3 separate regions of the Zea mays genome follow, and all the other regions are linked to region 2. Evidence: chromatin contacts called from public ChIA-PET and Hi-C data. All regions are on one chromosome and are shown on one strand. The core of a region is the stretch at or near the end of the contact, and the rest is flanking DNA. Distances in the headings are between cores, read along the strand shown.

Region 1 (3,491 bases), core at 862-3,361, 220 kb after region 2:
CCACAAATGCCTTGAGATACCGATAAAAAGGAAAAAGGAACAAAACAAAGGTGCCGGGGAGGAAGGGGATTCAAAGTTACTAGAGGAAGAAACGTTCCTCGTCACCTCTTTCGTCTCAGAGATCAACAGACTGCTTCTAACTTATTACTGTCACCATCCTCTGCTTGTTACAATGCTTCACTGGGTCCTTTTGTACCACTACTTGTTGCTCTGACAAACTCTGAGGTTAAGATGATCAATGCATAACCAAGCGCACAATGCGACACTGCCAACAGAGATTTGATCCACTCAGATTGGTGATATGCTTAGCCTTCTCCTCTTAGAAACTTGATTGTCGTTACTACTACTACTACTGATGTTGTTTGATTGCGATGATACTAGTCTTGCATCTTCACTCCTAAAGCTGAAGCATGTTGCATCCAGCACGCCAATCGGGCTCTGCGGCACTGAAGGGCTTCCATTGACGTGCCCTGTCTTCCTCACCAGCGCTTGCTCTTGCAACAGCTCATAGCATCTAGCAATCATCACCTGGAAACGGAAGACGCAAGCTTCGCACTTTGAGAAATTGTGTAAATGGCAACAGTTGAGTTGATCAGTTTTTTGCGCATGATAAAAGACATTCACCTTATTTATAGGGACTTCAGATGCTGAAAGAGCACTCGAGGAGCCAACAACCTGATTCTCAGAAACTGCTGCTAGAGCTGAGGCCGCGGCAATCTCAGATGGTCTGAATGACAAGAATGTAGAGCCTGTAAATCCATAGGCACACCCAAACATAGCGCCATCAGCAATGCAAGCAAGCGAATTGAACAGACGATGAGCGGCACGGAAAGAGCCAATTGAACCTTTGAGTGTGCCAATTATGATATCGGTGCACCGTGACGCTAGTGCCAAACTCGGCGGCTTCCCACCATTGAACTTGTCGAGGAAGTAGCTGATGAAAGTGAAGGGGGTCACAGCCTGCATTCTCCATTTCAGGGTGGCCAGCACAAGAAGCTCCATCCTCCCAATAGTCCTTGCTTCGAACTCAAATTTCACATCGCAGACCTACCGTGCAGCATCAAGTTTTAACGATTTCATCAACCAATCAGTGAACAGTTATCTGATACCACAATGCTCTAATTTCCCCTTCACCCACCTGAAGGTCCACAGGAAGAGGGAGCACGGTCTCCTCCATCTTGACAGCGAGTGCTAGGCAAGCAACTGACAACAACTGTCGCATCCAAGGCTTATCGTGCTACAGCAGCAAGGACAGACAAAATACAGAGAGAGCATCCATTAGTAAGAGATTAACTGGACGCAGCAAGCAGACAACCAGTGTACATGCTCAGCTCCTTACTGGGAGATCATATGAGGAGAGGAATCTATCCAGGTAATTCACAGCAAGGTAAAGACTGAGTGGTCCAAACCTGTAGTACGAATGGACCTGCAGAGATCAGCACCTCGTCAGTTTTCAACTTGAAACAGAAATTTGCACATAAAAAGGAGGCTCATTGCTATCGCGTCTCGTGACGATCGAATCGGAAACAGGCCACACGACGTAGGACACGCAGACAAAGCTGGGTCACGCAAAGTCAAAGAGAGATAATGCAACCACCTTCCTAAAATAAATCGATTTTGCCTACTAGAAAGGAGGAATAAAATGCAGGAGCGATTAGATACTAGAGAAGGTTTTTTTGTTTTCGGTTTCACCTTGCAAATCCAATCCATGGCGTCTCTCCTCCAGGAGTACTCCAATCCGCCGCGCTCCAGCCTCTCCGCATAGCCGTCTTGAGGCTTGTGGTCCGTCTCCTTCTCCAACAACGCCCGCACGGCCTCATCTGTGTCCACGGGGAACACGGCGCCGACGACGGAGTCCAAGCCGTCATGGCCGCTCCCCACCTCCACCAGCTCGTTGCCGCAGCCGAGGCCGAGTACGTTGTTCCTGTCCTCCCCGCAGAGCAGTGTGGAGGAAGCACCGAGGCAGAGGATTCCCATCTCAGTCAGTCAAAATCGTAGCAAACAGCGGCCTCCTACTGCTGAAGTACAGAAGTAGAACTAGCAGTACTGCTTGGCACTCGAAGAGAAATCGAGGCGACGATCTCTTTGGGTATGTTTTATAATATAGCGTGTGTTGGAAAATGGCAGAAGGGTAAAGTGAGAGTGAGGAGGGATCTCCCCAGTCCCCTCTGCGTGTTTGGGTGTCCACGGGTAAAATAGAGAATTGGTACGGTAGATGCTGGAGACAATCTGATAGCGACGTGAGATTTTAAGGGTAAATGAGTCAAACAAAAATAATTAGGAGATTTCGTGGCAGATTTTGTAGCCTAAGGATTATATTTTCGTTTTAGAAGTTCGGAGAACCATTTTGTTGACCAAAGTTAACTTTTATATTTTCCAATTCTAAACTAAAATACACCAAAAAAAATCGGACCGGTTTTTTTATCTCGGACCGGACCAAAAACAGCAAGTTTTATCGGTTTTTGTTCATGTGATGCTACAATAAATATTTGCTAATCATAGATTAATTAGACTATATAATACCCGTAAATTAGTATTTAAACGTTGGATGTGATAATACTAATTTTTAGTAAAAAAACCAAATAGTCAAATACCCTAGTCTTGGCTGTCATAAACAATCTTGGCCCAGTCCTCCTTCCCCGTCCAAGCGGCGTCCGAGCAATGACATCACATTGGCATAGCTGATACAGCTCCCTTCTAGATTCCTCAAATTGCTATGATTTTAGCGGGTTTGATGAATCTTGGAAGTTGATGGTGGCAAATGGTGGTCGGATGGGTTTCGATGTTTGAAAGTGTTGCACTAATACAAGTGATCTTCGATGGATTGGTTGTTGTTCAACAGAAGATAAAAGAGGTATTATTCAAGGTATACATGGGAGGGATTGTACATGTTACATGAATGTGAGAAATCATTACCTTTAAATTATTTATTTTTCACACGCTACATTTTGGAGACATGATAAAGTCTGCTAATATGTGGTGCAAGTTTGTGTACATGAAAATAGGAGCAAAAATGCAGAATCTTGATATAAGCAAAATGATGATGTTCGCTTCGGATTAAAGCCAGTTGTTTATACTGATACAACTGAAATCTATAGAGACAAAAATATTGTAGGAGCACTAGAAGTTCAACCATATGCTCTTTTGTGTTCATATGTATACTATTGAGAATGTAAACTGCAATTGGGATATGCAATTTTTTCTACATGAAAATAGAAACAGAGAACCTTGATACAAGCAAAAGAATCTCAGTTTATCATTTGCTTTTGTATTCAGAACACGCTCCCTCTTTTGTAAATGTAATGAGGTCATTACTCATTAGCCTCTAGGCTAGAGTAAAATTTATGCAAAATATGTTATTACTGTTAAAATGGGCTATCATGTGTTAACTGTGTTATTTAATATCTCTGTCTTCTTTTTTCTGGTCTCGACTTTTTGAATAGTAAATAATAAAAAAAGAAGGAAAAACAGAGCTCTCATCCAAGCTCTCT
Region 2 (3,650 bases), core at 397-2,896:
AACCACGGACAGACTTCCTCCTGCGCTCACCATTACGCCTGCCATAACCACGGAAGCAGGGAGTCCCTACAGAATTGATATCGAATGTTCAGATAAGAATCAGAGTAAAAGATGGTGCTGAGAGTACACTGTAAATAGGAAGTCTCTATACCCCTATGGAGCAGAAGACGAACACGACCAGAAGTCAAAACTCCTTGCTTCATTGGGAAGCCTTGCTTGTCACATCCACCCATGATCTTGAAGACATAACCCTTGAACTCCTGCAAAACAAAGAAACATATCACACCTATATTTAAGTATGAAATCAGCAAGAGTCATGGATCAAGAAATAAGTCATCCCAAAGTTTACCTCACCCAGAGCATCACCACTGACCTCCTGGGATATCCTTCGGTCATAAAAGGCACGCCTATAGTTGATACAAAAGGTTTATCAGCAAACTAAGCAAGGAAGACCAAGAAGAAATAGCATGTTTATTTGATACCTCAGTCCAATAAAAAACGCAAGTATAGCTCTATTTCTAGAGAAACTTTCTAAAGTGTAAAGAAATTTATAGAAAAGTGTGACAAATCTAATGACATTTATTTGGTATCAGAAATAATGATACTTTTCATATAAACCTAGTCAAATTCAAAATGGTTTAACACAGTAGTATGCTTTTAGGACAGAGGGAATAGATTATAACTTCAGAGAAGACATTTTCATTAACTCAAAAGCTAGATAGTAAAGTCCTCTTTCAAACAAATAAAACAGAACAGATTGATCTACCACCATTTTGAATTAAGTCAGTATAATTTCTAGAAATAAATTATTACCCTAAGTTGCTCTAAGCCCCTATATGAAATATCAATTCTCACCACAATTTAAAACACGGCAATCAAACGATTCCCTGCTCCTAAGTTCAACAAATCATGAATTTAACACGATTTAAACAACATTTAACGCAAATCAAGATGTTTTCCTAATTTAATCAATGGACACGAAAAAAACCAGCAATGATCCATTCAAGAAACAACAAAATGGGGGTGGCGTATATCTAAAAATTCAATACCTCAGAAGACTATGCTAATCATGTATGTTTTTATATTCCTAATTTACTGTTGCATACAAGGCATTATATTATATCCGGATAATAAAGCTAATATATATGAATATAGGAAGTATAAGATGGTCCAGTGGGCAACAGCAAGCAGCCTAAGTAAATGAATCTAAGCAGGAAGGGTTATTAATGAGACAAGGGACAAGTTGGCAAAACCACATAGAACAAACCGATGCATCAAGTACTAGCACTCAAATACTCAATCAAGGCACCATCAGCTACAAAGTGGGCTCGAAGCAAAACACCACTCCCACGGATCTAAGAGAAACGAAAAATACAGAGCAGATGGAGGACGCGAAACACTCACAGCTTCTGGTCGTCATCGATTTCCAGCTTCTTTTGGCACCCGGTGGAAGGGTTCGCGATGTTGAACTGGAAAGTGCGCACAGATCAGATACTATATTCCCACAAACACCTCCTATCGTGGGAAAAGCCGGGAGTAGCTTACCTTCATGGTGGCGTTGCGGCGCGCGCTCGCAGGGAGCGAGGAGCTCGAGCGCTGGGTGGCGAAGGAGGCGGCGGCGCGAGGGCTAGGGTTTTGGACGAGAGGGCAGAGAGGACAGACGATTGGTTTTTATATAAGTTGCGGGGAGGCTAGGAGGAGCGGGCGCCGCACGAACGGTTGCGATGATCGATCTTGGCCGTTCATATTTGCCTGCGCGATTTGGCAGTATAAATGGGCCCCAACCTATGCGACCAAGCTGTACCACCACCCAGTTCGCCCATTTTCTTGGCCCATTAGAGAATATTCTTGTGCCATCGAAAATGCTAGTCGTTGTAGGACATGTTTTGCCTTATATATACTAGCCAAGTATCCTGGTTTCTATTTATATTTAAGTGTAGAATATAAAGCACAAATACATTTATGTTTTGTTGACTAAGTGGTTGTGAATGTATGTTTAGAGCCAAAACAATTATGACTTAAATCTTTATTTGTGTATAATTTTAGTATTTTTACTATTTAAACATGAGAGAGCACGTCGACAGTAAAAACCGTGGAATCATGAAAACCGGTACTTTAATATAGTATTATGTTGGGTTTTCTTCCGAATAAGGTCTTGTTCGGTTATTGATATTCCACGTGGATTAGAGTATATTGGGTGGGATTGGAATAGATTTTTGACTTACTATGAATTTAATCTGACTCAATCTCATCCAATACACATGGATTAACGCAAAAAAACGAATAAACCTTAAATAATGCTAGTCGTTCATTGATATGGTAATAAAGCAAAATCTGATAGGGTGGTAAATAGTACTCGTAACTCATAAGATTGCTTCTAGCAAAAATACAAGAAAAAACACATTGCCGAGACAAGGGAAGACAGAGCCATCAACATACACATTGTGGTACTCATGAAACTGCCCAGTTCATACAGGGCAAACAGAAGGAGCTGAACAACAATTCAGCAAGAATACAACACATAACGTCTATTATTTATCCACAGCGTCACTACCTTGGTTACACAAAACATGTGATATTACAACAACAAAATGGGAGCTCGGAGCTCGCTGAAACAAACAACATGGAATAACAGCAAGACACAAAGACCAGGAGAGTGGGGGAGAGTCCACCGCAGCAACGGTGCCGGACAGCCTGAACCGCGTCACAAGGCACATACAAAGTCGCCACTGTCCTCAACGTCTATGTCGTCAACATCAATGTCATCCAGCTCCATGCTCCCAAGGCCGGGGAGCTGTCCCGCATGCTTCAGCCCGTCGCCGGGCTTCCGGGCCTCCAGTATGATGGACATGATCTCCTCCAGGCTTTGCGAGGGGACATTCATGTCGACTAGCTGTAGGTTCATCTGGTACTCGTCGGTCATCTCGATGGGCAGGTTCTTCAGGAACCATGGGTGGTTCTTGATCTCTGGGATGGTTATCCGCTGCAAGAAATGGATGATAAGAATGCAGCAGAGTTATGATTTTCGTTGCGGAAAATGTTTCGACGCAATTACTTGCTCAGGTTTCGCCACAAAGATCCGAGACAGCAGATGCCTGCACTCCATTGAAACTCGGACAAAATCAGGAACCGCGTACTGGACGCTGATAATCCGCTGCGAGAAAATTAAATACATGAGCCGAGCAGTAAACTAGTACATACATAAGTTATTGTTTGGGGAAGGTTGGATCTACTCACAGTAAGCGTCTTGCGGAAATTCTTCGGTTCGTCGGGGTCCTCAAAGGGATAGGCACCAACAAGCATCACATACAGAGTAACTCCACATGACCAAACATCGGCGACCTAAATTGAACATGGTGATGTTTGAGGGTTCAGTTTTATTAATTAGGATATTTCTCTTATTTAGAACATGCAACAAGTTTGTGCGCCACTCCATTAGAGATAAGATAAACGTTTAAACGGACTAAAAGGTCACCTATGGTTTAGCTATTTATTCATGATAAATGGCTATTTAAACATACGCGATAAATGGCTATTTAAACATACGCGGTAAGCCAATGTGTAGCGTTTACACGACGTGTACACGGGCTAAACGACCATGCACACAACATAGGAAACAAGATCTAGCAAAGACAGGACTCACCTTTCCA
Region 3 (3,828 bases), core at 1,284-3,783, 180 kb before region 2:
AAATACAAACAGTGGGAGTGCCTAAAATGAGGGTTTGTATTTAATTATTTTTTGATATTCTGTAATAATATCGTATGGATCATCAAGTGTTCATTCATGCTTACATAAGGATTTATATCATACACTTCTTAATATGTAGGTTATTGAAGTGGGAGAAACGAAAGACGACTAGTCTTTTTCGTGGTCTCGATCCACATTCTATTCCAGCAGAAGAACTGTCGGCATCTTTGAGGTTATACTTTGTTCTAACTATTACAAATTATTGCTCTAATGGTTACATTCCCGCATTCAGTTATTATTGGAGTTCTAGTCTTAATTAAATTATTTTTAACATTTCTCTATTGCCTGACTTATTTGTCTTCTGAATATCAATCTAATGCACAGTGTTGTGTCAAATTATTTGTAAAACTATTTCGTAGAGTGGCTTGCTTCTAAACATTAATAATTGCTGTCTAGGCCATAGAGAAATGTTATATTGAGACCATTAGCATCTACAGCCACGTGAGAAGTTTAAATATGAAGTTCTTGTGTCGTGTAATTGTTTTCTAGCACAGATTGCAATAATACTTTGTCAATTTGGTTCTGCATTGGTGAAACATAAGCTTGTTGTTGCAGGTACACGCTACATTCCATCAATATTGCAGTCCGTATCCTATCCACGATTGTTCTTCATGGATCAGGCTTTAAGGTAAGATAAAAATCTACTGTTTGAATCATGCATAATAAGATGTATAAATGCATTGCCACATTATCAGCTTTGATTGGTTAGTCCTAGATTTATAATAGTCTGTCTTGTGAATTTAACTATTTTGATTGATCAAGGGTATCTGTTTGACTCATTAAGCACTTCGTTAATGGGGATCTATATGTGGCACATTCACATGCTTTAAATTCTTCAAGTTATACTTGTTTGGATTTGTGATGCACATGAGTAGCAGCATGAACTTTCAATTGGCGCCTGGTTGATTCATCGCTAACTTATTTTAACTGTAGTATGGTTCATGCTCAAATATATGGCAGCAGAGTTCCTACTGAAGTATATGACAGTCCCAGAGGTACTGTATATAAGAAAAGCAGGAGCTCTCTATCGTATGAAGATGGATGTACATATAGACATAGACTGATCTGACTATTTTTCTTCTTTTTCAGCAAGGTTTACCCTCTTTTTATACCTAGGAAAAATGTTTGCACAGGTGGTGAAGAAACCCCATTGACAGAAAGTGGTTCGAGTTACTTTGGAGCTGACTCTGGATTCTGTCAAGAAACAGTCTTTTGGTTCCAAGAGAAGCAATAGTTTTAGTTTCTCTGGTGCATCTTCTCACTCCATGGAGAGGCATCGATATTTGCAGAGAGGAATGTTGTCGTCATCAAAGGCCCTTCGAACTGCTTTTGAATCGAACATTGCTTCAAGGTACCTGCTGTTTCATAGTATAACATAACATGCATATCTGTGATCCAATATTATCGTTTGTCGAAAGGATTTTTTTTAAAAAAAAAACTGATACTGTCTGCTGCTCCCAGGTCAGAAAAGCAAGCGCAGCCGCTAAACAGATTGATTTGAAGTGAAGTTCAGCCGTATCATCAGACATCATGCACACAACCATCATGGTAAATTCCTGTTCAGCACGCACAGTAGGTCTCCGTGTGCTCTGTACGGCCTAGTGCTGCTGCGCTAGCTGGTTGGGTGCGTCCGTGCGTGGACGCGCTGTAGCAACCAGGGCACCCCTGTCCATGGTCGCGATCGCGGCCTCCGCTGGCCTGGCCCTTGGCGTGTGCGGGGCGTAGAGACGGAGGAGAATGTTGTACTATGTGCGGGCGCGGCGAGCGAAGCCGGCTGGACCAGACCAGACCACACCAGGGCCAGAGCCAGGGCCACGTGGCATTGGCTCGGCGTAGAGAACGTCCTCCCAATATCTATGAATTTACTACAATATACGTCTCATTATTTTTAGATTCATATATGTATCCATCACGGGGGCCTCCGGCCTCGTTATAGCAAGTATGGGCTGACTGTAATATAATATCCAACTCCGATTCAAAACTGTAATGTTTATTACAAAATTTGACTTAGAAGTAGTGTCTAAAAAGTGGCATGGCAATTGGCATTTGGCAAGTACAATATGCTTGCATTTTTACGAAGGCAAGGCAGAGAATTCGTCCAAGTGAAAGCGAGGGTTTCCGGTAAATCTATCTACAAAAATGCTGGGAATGTTGAAAACGCGATGCCCGCATTTTGGAGTTGCTTGTCACGTGTACAGTGTACTCCGCAGTTTGTTGACGCACCCGACCCGCTCCGTCCTGATGAAAGCCAATGGCATGATGGTGTGGTCAGCGACGGACGTGTGGGCGTAGTTTCTCGGCTAAAAGTTGCTTGACACGTGGGCTAGTATCTTCATTAGCTCCAGGCCTCCAGACAGCGGTCTGCCTGGCCCGAAGTGGGTCCCACTTCCACATGTCTGCCTGGCATACCATACCCCGCCTCCGCCAGTCCGCCCACGCCCATAAAAAGTACTCGGACCAAGCAGCGGCAGCAAAGCCACGACAGCAGTCGAAGCGCGCGGCGCGCCTGCCTAGCCATCCCGGCCACCCGGGGCCAGGGCCCAGGGGGAGGGGAAACCGAGGCAGGCGGCGGCCGCAGCAGCGGCAGCGCAGGGCGCACGCGCTTCTCGTTTCGTGTCCCCACACCCCAGCCGAGGGGGAGTTGGAGGGAAGTAACCGGAGGCGCAGCTTCAAGGAGGAGGCTGGCGGCCGAGCGTTCGTGCGGCATGGGGAGGGACGAGCTGCTGCGGCGGAGCCTCGTGGCGCTGGCGGCGGCCGTGGCGCTCACGGGCTTGGCCACGGCGTCGCTGCGCAAGGCGGCGGCCACATACGGGTTCGGCATCCTCGCCATCGCTGGCGTGCTGCTCCCGGACTGGGAGTTCTTCGACCGGGACTACTCCCAGTGGCTCACCCCCATGCCCGCCTCCCGACGCACGGCCGCGGCCGCGGCCGCCGACCGGGAGCACGACGTCTGGAAGTAAGACTCCGCAACCTTCTTCCTCCTAGTCCCTCCTTTCCTCTGTTATGTGATATTGTGATGTTTCGCCACGGTCCGTACGTCTGTGGAATCTATGTTATTGGGACTTGGGAGGCTCGGGCACTGCCAAAGATCGCTCGCTCTTAGGTTTCTGAAAAGTAGTAGAATTTTGGTCCTTCTCCTTTTCGGTTATTCCCTATATAAGATCTTGCTTTATTTGGAGTCGACTCGAGGTACAAAACCACACATGTTGAATCTTTGGTTTCAGAATTTGGATTGGATGCAATAAGTTCTTGCTCGTTGACTCGAGGTACAAAACCACACCTGGCAGCGAAACTTCTAGCTACTTCCCCTTTCCAGTTCCAGGATTCGACTTCTTTGACAAAACTCGTGGTTTTGGTTTGTCCGGAAGAGGGTTCTAATGTGCACACCTGCCACTTGCCAGACAATAGTTAGGCTTAGGCACCAACATGTCCCTCCTTCATATTCTGATTTTTTTTTTCTGATGAAAACATGCACGATGTTTGAAACAAAAAAATCTAGCAGATCGGCGAGGCACTCAGATTCGTTCATGTTCCTGTTCCTGTGTGGGTTCGACACAACGGATCGAATGCATGTCGATCTCTGTACGGTCCAGAATATCATCGCATTAATTCTTCATCTACAACCATAGCAATTGATGGGCCCTGATGATACAATATGATCACGGAAACATAGCAAATTGCATGAATGATATTTAGAACAAGAAAAAGGACTGTCTCCCAGCAGCAGTGCCATTTGCGATAGGGACTTGCTGGCCTATAGGTAGTTTT

What was found. A called contact is a pair of places that touch in the nucleus more often than the background predicts. ChIA-PET counts read pairs in DNA pulled down with a chosen protein or histone mark.
Region 1: a Hi-C map of ear shows a contact between it and region 2, with 2.7 times the contacts expected there. The contact joins the promoter of LOC100273934 here to the promoter of LOC542529 in region 2. A contact is called at or near these places in 10 of 25 Hi-C or Micro-C datasets (bundle sheath, ear, leaf and 2 more) and 2 of 3 datasets of contacts at active chromatin or transcription factors (leaf and seedling).
Region 3: a contact with region 2 is called in an H3K4me3 ChIA-PET map of seedling, with 6 times the contacts expected there. The contact joins the promoter of LOC103633435 here to the promoter of LOC542529 in region 2. A contact is called at or near these places in 6 of 25 Hi-C or Micro-C datasets (bundle sheath, endosperm, leaf and 2 more) and 1 of 3 datasets of contacts at active chromatin or transcription factors (seedling).

Annotation. Positions count from the first base shown.
Region 1 is chr7:175,265,885-175,269,375 of Zm-B73-REFERENCE-NAM-5.0, reverse strand. LOC100273934 reads right to left here and starts at 2,111. Exons shown (of 6, transcript NM_001148326.2): 1 at 1,693-2,111; 2 at 1,340-1,426; 3 at 1,139-1,237; 4 at 846-1,047; 5 at 625-749; 6 at 1-528. The coding sequence starts at 1,977. The coding sequence ends at 289.
Region 2 is chr7:175,486,319-175,489,968 of Zm-B73-REFERENCE-NAM-5.0, reverse strand. It overlaps LOC542529 (ribosomal proteinS6), which reads right to left and starts at 1,646. Exons shown (of 6, transcript NM_001112074.2): 1 at 1,546-1,646; 2 at 1,405-1,469; 3 at 350-407; 4 at 152-260; 5 at 1-66. The coding sequence starts at 1,551. It overlaps LOC100192497, which reads right to left. Exons shown (of 9, transcript NM_001155771.2): 6 at 3,644-3,650; 7 at 3,238-3,342; 8 at 3,056-3,154; 9 at 2,425-2,983. The coding sequence ends at 2,705.
Region 3 is chr7:175,670,287-175,674,114 of Zm-B73-REFERENCE-NAM-5.0, reverse strand. It overlaps LOC103633435, which reads left to right and starts at 2,533. Exons shown (of 2, transcript NM_001149706.2): 1 at 2,533-3,016. The coding sequence starts at 2,766. It also overlaps the pseudogene LOC100216953.